2 separate regions of the Mus musculus genome follow, and region 2 is linked to region 1. A link is a contact called in public HiChIP or PLAC-seq data. All regions are on one chromosome and are shown on one strand. Each heading gives the region's core, a stretch centred on a gene start, on an enhancer-like site or on the middle of the called end of the contact. The rest is flanking DNA. Distances are from core to core; before and after follow the strand shown.

Region 1 (2,700 bases), core at 85-2,584:
CCAGGACAGCCAGAGCTACAGAGAAACCCTGCCTAAAAAAATAATGGCCACTACTATCTTTAAATGCCTGGGGTACACAGTGCGGCAGCAGAGAGAGTCCCTGCTTCAAAAAGGTGGAAGGCTAGCCGGGCATGGTGGTGCACGCCTTTGATCCCAGCACTTGGGGGGCAGAGGCAGGCGGATTTCTGAGTTCGAGGCCAGCCTGGTCTACAAAGTGAGTTCCAGGACAGCCAGGGCGATACAGAGAAACCCTGTCTCGAAAAAACAAAAACAAACAAACAAAAAAAGGTAGAAGGTGAGGACCCACTTCCAAAAGCTGACCTCTGACCACATGCAGGGGACAGCCTGTACAACACACGTACTATTTTCCAAGCTGGGTGTGGTAGCATGCACTGTAACCTCAGGCAGGGGAAGTGGAGTCAGACATATGATAGGCCTGAGGCCTTCCAGGCCTGCAAATCGAACCTACTAGACAAGTTCTAGTGAGCCTGTCTCAAAAACAAGAGGGATCGCTCTTGAGGAATACGAGAGGTTGTCTTCCAGCCTCCAATAAGCATGTGCATTTGTGGCCTATGATCTCCAGCCCCACCCAAACCTCTCAGGATACACGGGCTCACCAGGACGTCTGCCACAGGATCCCAGCTCCTGTGACCACAGCCACCATCAGGTTCAAGTTGGCATTTGGCTGGTGGTCAGGGGCACTTTGAGGAAGGTGTCTCTGAGAGACTAAGTCCTCTTTCACACATCCTTCAGTGGACATTTGCATGCGTGGGAATCTGGAGAGGGTGGGGGTGCGGTTGGTTACCAGAGACCAATCTAGTTTGGTTTTCCTATCCTGGGGTATCCATCAACCCAAACTCAGATAGCTCAGAAGCAAAGACACAAAGATCATCTCTGGGTAGGAAAGGAAAGAACACTGAGGACCTATACAACTAGAGGCTCAGTTCGGAGGCTCCTCCCTGGAGAACTGCCGCTATCAGGATGGCCCGCTAGGCCAGGCCACTCTTCTAATTACTAGTGCCATCACTGCTAACCACAGCCGCTTCTTCTGCACCCTGGCTTTCTGGCTTTCGAGATTGCCCCGGGCTGCCTCTGGCGGTACTCCTCCACCCCCACATCCAGTCAGCTGATTGGTAGAGATGCCCCCCCTCACTCCCCGCCCCTGTGAAAGTTTGGTCCCAGCGGTGCAGGGCTCCTACTCTAGCCTATGAATCCTAAACTCAAATTCCTGCACTCGGGCGTGGGAGGGTTAACTTGAAGGGGTGGAGATTCCAACAAGGAGGCTGACCCAGCTAGGTCAGCCTCCCTTAGACCTAGGAGTCCTGGTGTCACTGGCCACTGGGACACACGCACTCCTGTGTACAGGCTCCTTGTTCACTCCAAGTCAGGAGAGGGCGTGGAGAGATGCAGGGCAGCTAGGCCGGCTGCAGTTTCCCAGGGCTACTTGTTCCAAGCGGGTGGTAGCTCAGGGGGCCAGACCCATTCAAATCAGTCCTTCTGGGGACAGTTTACTGTCTTTGGCTGGAAATGAAGCCTGCAGGTACGGGCCCCACAGTCTCCTCCGGGGGCGAGTGCACCGACGTGTCCCTCGGCTCACCGTTTCCTTGGCCCTGCCTGCCCGACGTGCGGCTCTGTGGCCATCTGAGGAAGCAGAAGTCCCAGCGCCGCCGCTTTTTCGTGCTGCGCGCTGACCCACCACGCCTGGAGTGCTACGAGAGCGAGAAGAAGTTCTTGGCCAGCGGCTGCCGCCCACCTAGACCCCGGCGTACCGTTAGCCTGGAGGGTGCCTGCACTATTAGCAAGCGCGCGGATGCCCGTCAGCGCCACCTGATCGTCATCTATACCAGCGACAGCAGCCTGGGCGTGGCGGCGGCCAGCGAAGCAGAGCAGCAAGCATGGTACAGCGCCCTGCTCGAGGTGCGCGCCACCGCCGCAGCCGCTGCTGCTACTGCTATGGGTGAGCCTTGGGTGAGCGACGGGGAGGTCAGGGGGTTGCCGACTTAGTTTATCTTGAACCCATTTCCCTCAGATCAACTGAGGTTTAAATCTTTTTTATTTTCGAGACAGGGTTTCTCTGTGTAGCCCTGGCTGTCCTGGAACTCACTCTGTAGACCAGGCTGGCCTCGAACTCAGAAATTCGCCTCCCAAGTGCTGGAATTAAAGGTGTGCGCCACCACGCCCGGCCTGAGGTTCAAATCTTAAGCTAAAAAAAAAAAAAAAAAAAAGACGTATAAAACGTCTTGGTCACCTGGGACCCGGTGACCCCAACCCCTGCCTCCCGGTGACTTGCCAATTCTCTCCAGGTTTCAGTCCCCAAGAGGCCCCTGAGTCTTGGATCTTCGCCCCATTCCAGGACGTCTGGCCTGTGACACTGCGGTCCAAGGGGCTGGGGAGAGCACAAGGCCTGAGCAGCGGCAGCTATCGCCTGTGCCTGGGTTCTGGGGCCCTGAGCCTCCTGCGAAAGCCTGGAAGCAAAGGTTCCAGAGACAGCCGGGCAACGCCACCACCAGTCCTGCGCTTGTCCTTGCTCAGTGTGCGCCGCTGTGGCCACGCAGACTCTTTTTTCTTCCTGGAACTCGGGCGCTCAGCGCCCATTGGTCCTGGTGAGCTCTGGCTGCAGGCTCCTGATGCAGTGGTGGCCCAAAGCATTCATGAGACAGTCCTGGCTGCCATGAAGCGGCTGGGGAGCAATGCAGCTGG
Region 2 (2,700 bases), core at 33-2,532, 230 kb before region 1:
GGACTGTAAAGGGAGTCAGAGAAGCAGACATGAAAGAGGGCAGGCTGCAAAGCCAGCTGCAGGGAAGCAGGAACAAGGCGATCAGTGCCAGGGAACCTAAGGAAATGGGAAGAGGTCTCTGCACATGTCACTCAGGGAGATTGATGCCACTTCCTCTGACACCATCATGTGTTTGTGCCCTTCAGGAAGCTGATGGCACCATGTCCTGAGGAAGGGTAGTTTGAACCTCCTTAGAACCAGCCCTGAGGTCACCACAGCCTCTGCCCCAACCTTTCAACCCAAGTCACAGGCCAGCTGTGTCCACTGTCAGCCATGTCCCAGGCCTTACATCATGAATGACACATGGCTGCTCAGAGCTGTGTTTGCCCACTTAGTCCAAAGAAGGTTCTCCTGTGGCCATAACTAGAGGAAGTCACTCAAGAGCTTTGTGGAAAGAGCCTCCTCAGAGGCTGCACTGAGCAGGCAAACTGAAGTCTCTGTGTGGAATGGAAGACTCCAAGAACTCAATGTGACTAAAGTCCAGTCAATGAGCCACGTGGCTGTTGTATGACATGTGCCTTGACTTCTCTGATCCTTGTTATCCTCTCCTGAGTGAGTGTTATGGTAGGAGGAGGAGAGGCAGGAAGGCTCCTTTAGAAACTGGAGTAGCTTTAGAGTCACTGTCCAGGAAGCCAAAGGAAGTTGGAGGCTCTACCACAGAGATCAGGGCAAGGTGGAGGGGATCCTCAAAGCCTTGATTCTGCCTGGGCACTGGGAAGGCTCCCTGAAAGGCAAGAAAGAGCAAGTTGCGATGGGGACAGAGAGGGGGAAGGAAGAGCAGGGTAAGGGGGTTATTGTGCTAGGGCCTGGGACTTACTGTGTTTCCTGATTACACCTTCCTCATTGTGTCTGAGGTGATTTAGAAACTGACAACTTCATTAGGTGAGATAATTAGAGAGAAATGTGACAACCAGCATGGTGGGAGACATAATGAGAAAGAGATTAAGTAGGGGGAAGGAAAGACTAGAAGAAAAATAGAGGAAGGGAAACAGAGATTACAAGCCACTTAGGAAATGGAAAACAGTAGATAAGATAGAAGATGAAGGTGGAAGAGAGGAGAGCCCTGCCTCCTGAGGACAAAGCCATGTCTCCAAGCCAACAATGGGGGCTGGGCCAAAGTCCAGTTATGTTGTCAGTGACCACAGGGCGGATCTTCTGCAACATGGGAAAAGAAGAAGCCAGATCAATAAAGGAAGTTGCTGGCCACAAGGAGGTGGAGATGGAAAGGTCCTGCCCCAACTCAGTCCTCCACATGAGAAGGCCTGGGGATCTGTCTCGCTTTACCCTGGTTCTCTCTGGACTCCTGAGCACCCCAGTGTCCCTAGACAGAGCATCCTTGCCTTCCTGATGGCTTTGCTGATCTCGCTTCCTGGAGAGACTCCAGCCATGGCTCAGATCCTGCTTCTGCTCTCATCAGCCTGTCTGCATGCTGGTGAGTGGTAGCGACCTCACTAGCAGGGACTTAACCTCAGGAGGGGACAATGGGGCTGGGAAGAGTAGGGAGTCATGTGGACAGGTGTCTGCTAGAGGAGCCAGCCAGGACTCTCTGCCCCAAGAGTCAGTTGACATTGCAGAGGGAGCCCAACCCAACCCTTCACTGTCTTTCCTGTCCCACTAGCTTTGGGGACAGTCCTGCCTTGTGTCTCACCCCTGCCTGTGCAAGAAGTCTCAGAATGTTCTGTGTTGTCCTTTCTATGTTTCCTGTCACTGTCCCCTGCAGTGGCTTCAGAGTCTCCCCATCCTTCCCAGGAAATTCAGCAAGATCAAACGGAGGAAATGACTTTGGGGTCAACCAACCTGAACGCTGCTCTGGAGTCCAGGGTGGCTCCATCGACATCCCCTTCTCCTTCTACTTCCCCTGGAAGTTAGCCAAGGATCCACAGATGAGCATAGCCTGGAGATGGAAGGATTTCTTTGGGCACTTCATCTACAACTCCTCCATGCCTTTCATACATGAGCACTTCAAGGGCCGGCTCATCCTGAACTGGACACAGGGTCAGACATCTGGAGTCCTCAGAATCCTGAACTTTAAGGAGTCTGACCAGACCTGGTACTTCTGCAGAGTTTTTCTGCAAACAACAGAAGGCATAAAGTTTTGGCAGTCACTTCCTGGAACCCAACTCACCCTGACACAAGGTGAGTCACCTTGGCTCGGGCTTTGATGTCTGTGGCTTCCTTGTCCTGTGCCTGTCACCTCAGGCTTCATAACTCTGAGCTTCCTTTCATATTCATTTCCCTTGGAACTGCCCATACCTCTGCCAACAGCACTTCCCTTGTAGTTGTGACTAGCCTTCTCTGCTACCTCTGCTATGGTTTTGTCATTCTCTGCAGACACAGAACCACACCTGACTCTAAGCTTTAGCATCTGTCCTTCCCTCCTGCTCACTCCCTTATTGTTCGAAATCTGACTACTCTCCTGCCAGCTTTCACACATGACTTCAAGCTGAATAAACTTCTCCAGAATGTAGCTGACTCTCTTGGCCCTACATAAGGACTCCAATTGATCCCTCTATGCAGCATCTCCACACAACTCCAACCTCAGCTCAGAAACTATAAAAGAACATATAGTGGGGACCATTGCATGTTCTGGTATCCTCAGGTATACTTATAACTGCCACATGCCACCACAGTCCTTCATTTCCCCTCATAGCTCCCCAGGAC

What was found. HiChIP or PLAC-seq counts read pairs in DNA pulled down with a chosen protein or histone mark.
Region 2: an HNF4G HiChIP or PLAC-seq map of pancreatic cancer cells shows a contact between it and region 1. The contact joins the promoter of Pilrb2 here to the promoter of Irs3 in region 1. A contact is called at or near these places in 1 of 39 promoter capture datasets (neutrophils), 1 of 115 datasets of contacts at active chromatin or transcription factors (pancreatic cancer cells) and 1 of 9 other capture datasets (pancreatic islet).

What each region holds. Positions count from the first base shown.
Region 1 is chr5:137,644,348-137,647,047 of GRCm38.p6, reverse strand. It overlaps Irs3 (insulin receptor substrate 3), which reads left to right and starts at 1,334. Exons shown (of 2, transcript NM_010571.3): 1 at 1,334-1,957; 2 at 2,304-2,700. The coding sequence starts at 1,528.
Region 2 is chr5:137,870,340-137,873,039 of GRCm38.p6, reverse strand. It overlaps Pilrb2 (paired immunoglobin-like type 2 receptor beta 2), which reads left to right and starts at 1,282. Exons shown (of 5, transcript NM_001384202.1): 1 at 1,282-1,471; 2 at 1,789-2,175. The coding sequence starts at 1,387.